Linked DNA regions of Arachis hypogaea: region 1 is linked to region 2. The links are chromatin contacts, called in public Hi-C maps. All regions are on one chromosome and are shown on one strand. Each heading gives the region's core, a stretch centred on a gene start, on an enhancer-like site or on the middle of the called end of the contact. The rest is flanking DNA. Distances are from core to core; before and after follow the strand shown. Region 1 holds the start of LOC140180662. Region 2 holds the start of LOC112763568.

What was found. A called contact is a pair of places that touch in the nucleus more often than the background predicts.
Region 1: a contact with region 2 is called in a Hi-C map of leaf, with 3 times the contacts expected there. The contact joins the promoter of LOC140180662 here to the promoter of LOC112763568 in region 2. A contact is called at or near these places in 2 of 8 Hi-C or Micro-C datasets (both in leaf).

Annotation. Positions count from the first base shown.
Region 1 is chr17:101,986,119-101,989,602 of arahy.Tifrunner.gnm2.J5K5, forward strand. It overlaps LOC140180662, which reads left to right and starts at 1,919. Exons shown (of 1, transcript XM_072221928.1): 1 at 1,919-2,305. The coding sequence starts at 1,919. The coding sequence ends at 2,305.
Region 2 is chr17:101,838,020-101,841,500 of arahy.Tifrunner.gnm2.J5K5, forward strand. It overlaps LOC112763568, which reads left to right and starts at 1,891. Exons shown (of 2, transcript XM_025809208.1): 1 at 1,891-2,284; 2 at 2,385-2,938. The coding sequence starts at 1,891. The coding sequence ends at 2,938.

The DNA of each region.
Region 1 (3,484 bases), core at 669-3,168, 150 kb after region 2:
CCAGAAACAAAAAGGAAGTCCAACAGCTCACTAGTCGGCTGGCAGCTCTTTCTCGGTTCTTGCCAGCAGCAGCGGAAAAGTCATACCACTTCTTTAACACCTTAAAGAAGTCGGACGAATTTGTCTGGACGAAAGAATGCGAAGAAGCTTTTACCAAATTCAAAAACACCTTGGGATCACCGCCCATATTGAAAAAGCCAGAACGAGGCAAGTCCTTACACCTATTTCTTTCAATTTCCACTAACACAATCAGTTCGGTACTTGTAACAGATGACAACAAAGAACAACACCCAGTATATTTCATAAGTAAAGTCCTACAGGGCGCTGAAACAAGGTACCCGACGATAGAAAAATTAGCATATGGACTAATCATCACAGCTCGAAAACTTCGGCATTACTTCCAGGGGTACCGAATTATAGTTCGGACCAATCAACCGCTCCGGCAGATCCTAGCCAAGCCCGACCTGGCAGGAAGGCTAACCAAATGGTCGGTAGAACTCTCTGAATTTGACATCACATATCAGTCCAGAGGATCCCCCAAGGCCCAAGCTCTGGCCGATTTCATCTCAGAATTCACCAATGAAGTAGAAGAAATAAAACCATGGGAATTGTATGTGGACGGAGCGTCCAATGACAACGGATGCGGAGCAGGAATTCTACTAAAAGACAACCAAGGTGTATATGCCGAACAGTCAATCAAATTCCAATTTCAAGCGACAAATAATCAAGCCGAGTATGAGGCGCTATTGGCAGGACTAAGACTCGCGAAAGAGGTACACGTGCCGAGCTTGCAGGTATACTGTGATTCCCTACTCATAGTTCAGCAGGTAACCGGTAATTTCCAAACCAAAGATACACTCTTATAAAAATACCTACATATTGCTAAGGACATGATACAAGGTTTTCAAAAATTTGAAATAACACATATACCACGGGAACAAAACTCTAGGGCAGACATATTATCTAAGTTAGCAACACATAGAGAAGATCAGCAATCAGAAAGTTTGGTACATCTCACACTAACAAAACCTAGCCTAGATTTGCAGTATGTCTTAAATTTGTCACAGGATGAAGACTGGCGAACGCCAATAATACACTACCTGAAGACGGAAATCGTACCAAATGGTGATCCGAGATCTTTTAAACGGAAAGCAACCCAGTTCACCCTAATCGGAAATGACCTATACAAACGTGGTTTTTCCCGACCTCTGCTTAAATGTCTTGCAGGAGAAGACACCAGATTAACAATAGAAGAAGTCCACGAGGGTATTTGCGGACATCATATCGGAAGCAGAAGCTTGACAACAAAGATCTTACGTGCGGAATATTATTGGCCGACCTTAAGGTCGGACTGCACAGACAAGGTCAAAAAATGCGAATCATGTCAAAAATGCTCGCCACTGATACACAACCTAGCTGAGGCGTTACATACATCGAATGCAACTTGGCCATTCCACAAGTGGGGCATGGACATCCTCGGACCATTTCCCATAGCGCCAGGCCAGGTAAAGTTCCTTTTGGTAGCCATTGACTACTTTACAAAGTGGGTAGAAGCGCAACCACTTGCAAAAATAACCTCGGATAAGGTACAAAAGTTTATTTGGAAATTTATCATTTGTAGATATGGCATACCACGTGAAATTATCTCTGATAATGGTAGGCAATTTACTGATAAAAAGATTGCATCATTTTTAACTAACATGAATATTAGACATTATTTCTCCTCTGTTGAGCACCCACAGACCAACGGGCTCGCAGAGGCGGCTAACAAAATAATTTTGCAGGCCCTAACAAAAAACTAACCGAGGTTAAAGGTCGCTGGGCCGAGCTAATACCAGAGATACTATGGAGTTACAACACAACTCCGCAATCAACAACTAAAGAAAGTCCTTTCCGCTTAGTATACGGATCAGAATGCATGATCCCTTTGGAAATCAGTCAAGGGTCAACCAGGACCGAGCATTTCAACGAAAGTGCTAACGAACAAATTCGGCTTGCCGAGCTTGACATCATCGATGAAGAACGCAATCTCACGAAGCTAAGGCAAAAATCAATGCAACTAGCTATGAAACGTCAGTACGACAAGAGAGTGAGACCGAGGACCCTCCAGGAGGGAGATCTAGTGCTCAGACAGATAGAAGATGTTCGGAAACCACCAGGCCATGGAAAATTAGCAGCGACATGGGAAGGACCTTTTCGAATCACTAAAGTGGTCGGAAGAGGAGCTTATCGTCTAGAAGCATTGAATGGGACAGCATTACCAAACACATGGAACATCTCATCACTCAAATACTACTATAGTTGATCACAATATTGTAACACACAGGATGGTGAGGTACTCTTTTTTCCTAACCACGAGGTTTTTTCCCTAAGGAGGGTTTACTCGGGTAGGTTTTAACGAGGCCGACCATCCTGCACACCTCGAACATGAGGGACAAATTCATCTGAATAAAATCATACATTTCCCCATACATGGATATACAAAGCAGCAATAAAACGCTGTAGTCATAAACTATTCGCAAAAGCAAACTCCGACACTATACATCAGAGATACAGTCGATAAAGTCGGAATAAAAACCAACAAGTCTTTCAAAAAACATACAAGTCCAAACTACTTACTAAAGGCAAATATTAAAAATTTCTTTCAAACAGGAGGAGGCACGTTCTCATCATGATCTTCACCAGCCTCGTCCTGAACCAACTCCCCATTAACGACTATCTTCGTCACATCGAGCTGACGAACATCGAATCCAGAATCAAATAATGACACTTGAGCAACGGCCCGATCAAAGCCTGAGGTGAACATCTCAATACCTTGGTCCTCAAGCTCATGAATTCGAGCAGTCATCTCACCTTTTGTCTTATCATTGTCCCTAATCTCGGCTTGAAAAGATCGAATCTGGTCCTGAAGGCGAGCAACTTCTCGTCCCTTCTCCTCCAGCTTAGCAGCCGCATCAGAGACCAACCTTTCTTTCTCCTTCATTTTCGCTGTCATATCAGTAATGGCTCTCTCTTTTTCTTTCACCAAACATTCCAAAGTAGCAATTTTATCAGCCTCAGCCTGCCTTTCAGCCCCAAGCAATTTAGTAGTACGCCCGACGCACAGCAAACGAGAAGCAACAACCTGACCAAACCCAGCATTAAAACAAACAAGCAGAACCAGCAAAACAGACAAGAACAGGACAGACACAAAAGTTTACCTGAACATATTTGCCTAAAGCTTCCAGACCCACACGTCGAGTAAGCAGCATATCCCCAGGAAACTGGGAAGCTCTATCAGAGAGCTCGGCCAAGGGAAATTGGTCGCTCCACAAAGAATGGGCATTTGCCCCAGGAATAAACCCATGAAGCTTGCACTGGCGATCAAAAACAGTAGTAGAAACCTCGGCCACCTCCCTATCTTCTTCGGATAGCACCTCCAATGAATCATCAGCCACCCCTCTTTTTCTTTTTGAAGAAACAGGTTGCGCAGTCGAAAAAGCAG
Region 2 (3,481 bases), core at 641-3,140:
ACACCATCAATCCAACAATTATCAACAACCATTTCAATCCAGAAATATTACATATTACATATTACATATTACATAGAGAAAATTGAAACCATACCTTGGTCGATTTCCAAAATGCACCAAACACCAAAAATGAAGCCACCAAGCTCGATCCAAAAGCCTCAAACCAACTCCAATAAACACCAAAACTCAATCTAACATTATACAACATACCGACATCAAATCGAAGGTTCACAAAATAACTAAACACAAGGGTTTGAAGAGACTTACCTTATCCAACAATATTAGGAGAAAGTCCAACAATATTCCAATGCTAGATCACCCATAAACAACCAAAATCACAAAATCTACTCAAAAACCAAACGTAAAATGCAAAATTACTTAGGGCAGAAAACTGGAGTAGGAGATGCGAGTTCTTACCAGCAAAGCTTAGTTAGAAATGACGGGCTCGGTGAGAGCTTTGCGTGACCGTAAACGGCTTGTCAAACAGAGCTCTGTAACTCAAGTTATGGCCAAATGAAGGAGGAGTTAATAGTGAAATCTCATTCTCTCTTCCTCTCTTCACTTCAGTGCCCCCTTTCTTTGTTTCTAGGGTAAAATGAGCTGAATTCTCATTAATTGGCATTCATATATGTTGGCCCAACTTGGGCCCGGTCCAACCCGTTAGCATTTTAGATCCGTTTGGTCCACTTTGGGCCAAAATCTTTAAAATTAGTGCTCGGTTTTTAATTCTAAATTATTTTTATTCTTTCAAAACAATAAATTCAATTTTTAAAATCTTATTTTTCTCAATACGCGGTTATGGTCAGACTATAGTAGGTACTATCGGCTTAAGTGTCGGTACGCATTTTTACAAAAATTCTCCGTAAAAGATACATTTTCCCACTTAGAAAAATTCATTGAATTCAAATTTCATCTTTTTATTTTCAAAATATCATTTCTATATTTTTGAACCTATTCCGGGTAGGGGTGTGCATGGCTCAGCCCGGCCCGAAGACTCGGCCCGGTCCCGAACACTTTAGGGGCTAATTTGGTGTGATTTCACCGGGTCTAGGGCCGGGTAAGGGTCTCAAAAATAGACCCGGTCATTATTTTGGGTCGGGTCTGGGCCATGGCTCGGGTCACCCGAACTCGACCCGGTGGCCCGGTCATCATACACAATTAATATTTTGTGTTATTAGTGATGGATGATAGCTATTCTTATGTGAAATTTAAGTATTGTAAACCTTAATGTTTGTTTTATTAGTTATTATAAGACTATATGTTAATGTTTTATGTTTAAAATGTATAAGATTTTAGACAAATGCATAATATTATATTATTTGTATTGATTTAAATATTTGGTGTTATTAGACAATATTAGTATTGATTATGGATATGCTTTAATTTTAGAGAAGAGTTGGTTCTTGTTATATTTTTCTAAATGAATTTTACCATGTCAAATAATGGTTGGAGTCTTGAAAATTTGGATATTTTCACATGCTAGCTTATAAGAAAGTATCAAGGTAATGTAATGTTAAGGGCCCGGTTTTCACCCGGTTTTTACCCGGTATAATCGTGGCTCGAAAGTATATAGGTTTCATCGGGTCTAAGGCCGGGTTCAGGTCTAATAAATAGGCCCGGTGTATATTTCGGGTCGGGTCTGGGTCACATCAAACCCGGTTTCACCCGACCCATGAACACTCCTAATTCTGGGCAGTTAAATTATTATTTTATTAAAGCATTTATTTCGGTTCTTACATTGATTATCTATTGTTGTTAGATTGTTGATTGTTGATTATCTGTTATATATGTTGGTTGCTGTTGTATATTATTCTTAGTAAGTTAGTAGATTATTGTTGTATATTATTCCTGTAGATTAGTCACTTAGTTCTGGTTGATTAGGAATTTAGGATGGCTTTATCAAATGCACCATCAGAAACACCAACTTTCCAAGAACAAGGATCAACTCTTGATGCAACAATTAGAACCCAAAAGAATAGTAATAGAGGAAAAATTGATCCTGTATGCGGCCATTATAAACAAGTTATGGATAAAGGAAAACCAGTTCTGTTATGTATTTATTGCGAGAAGCTTATTAGGGGTAGAGGAATTAACCGGGTTAAGCATCATTTGGCTGGAAAAGGCGGAGATATTGAGGCATGTCGAAAGGTGCCAACTGTAGTGAGACACCAATTCAACCAAAATAATGAAGATCTTCGAACCAAGAAAAGAAAAACTCAAGAAGAATATGCAGAAATTTATAATTCTTGTGATGAAGTTGAAAGAGAATTTGATGAGATTGAACGTAATAATATGTGACAATAATAAAAATCAAGGCTTCCAGCACCTAGCTCTAGAAAAGGAAAACAACTCAAGGGATTACAATCTTTTTTTTCCATTAGCAGCAACACCTGGAGCTCAACCAATTATCAAAAGAGTTCTCCAAAGCAAAGAAATTGTGAAGAAGTGTGATATTGCTATTGTGAGATGGATGATGGATGCCTCTGTGCCATTTAATGCGGTTAATTTAGCTTATTATCAGTCGATGATCGATGCTATTGCAAACATGGGTGCAGGATATAAAGGGCCAAATTATGGAAGAGTTCACGGATATTTGTTGAGTAAATTGGTTGAAGATGTAAAGAAAATGATTGAAGATTATCGTAAAATTTGGAAACAAACTGGATGTACTATCATGGTCGATGGATGGACTGATCGTTGTAGGCATACCTTAATTAATTTCTTGATTTATTGCCCTAAAGGAACTATTTTTCTAAAGTTAGTTGATACTTCTCATGTCTCAAAAACTGCTGATACTTTGTTTAAGTTGCTTAGGGATGTTGTATTATTTGTTGGTCCTGAGAATGTTATACATGTAGTGACGGATAATGCTACAAATTACGTTGCTACTGGAAGGTTGCTGGAATCGAAGTTAATTGATACTATAGGAACCGAATGAGAAAGCAAAGTTATGATCCAATTTGTCTTGATGCATTTGAGGATCATTCGAAATAGATAATGGAAGATTCACCATCATTTTTAACTCCTGAAGAAGTTGATACTTTACGGAATGATCTTGCAAATATGTCTCTTCAATCAACTTTAGATGATTTGGGTATGTTTTTGTTAGGGATGATTTTGTAATGCTTTAACCAAATGTTTTGCCTTATTATTGATTATGATTTGTGAAACATTATTGAAATGCTAGATCAATTGAATTTGGAAGATGATCAAGATGGTGATGAAACTAATAATAATTCTGTGGAAAATACAAATCAGAATGAAACCAATCAGGATGTAGCTCCAGATTTGTCAGATGAAGAAAGATATCCAAACTTTGAAATTACTCCTTGGATATAATCCATGGATTATTATTTTCATTGTGTTAAATTGAGATATGTTTGGGATTTGAGAGTCAATGTTTAGGATTTGAGATTTAATGTTTTAGGATTTAAGACTTAATATTTTTATTTTCATGTTACTTATTTTTAAGATTTGAGAC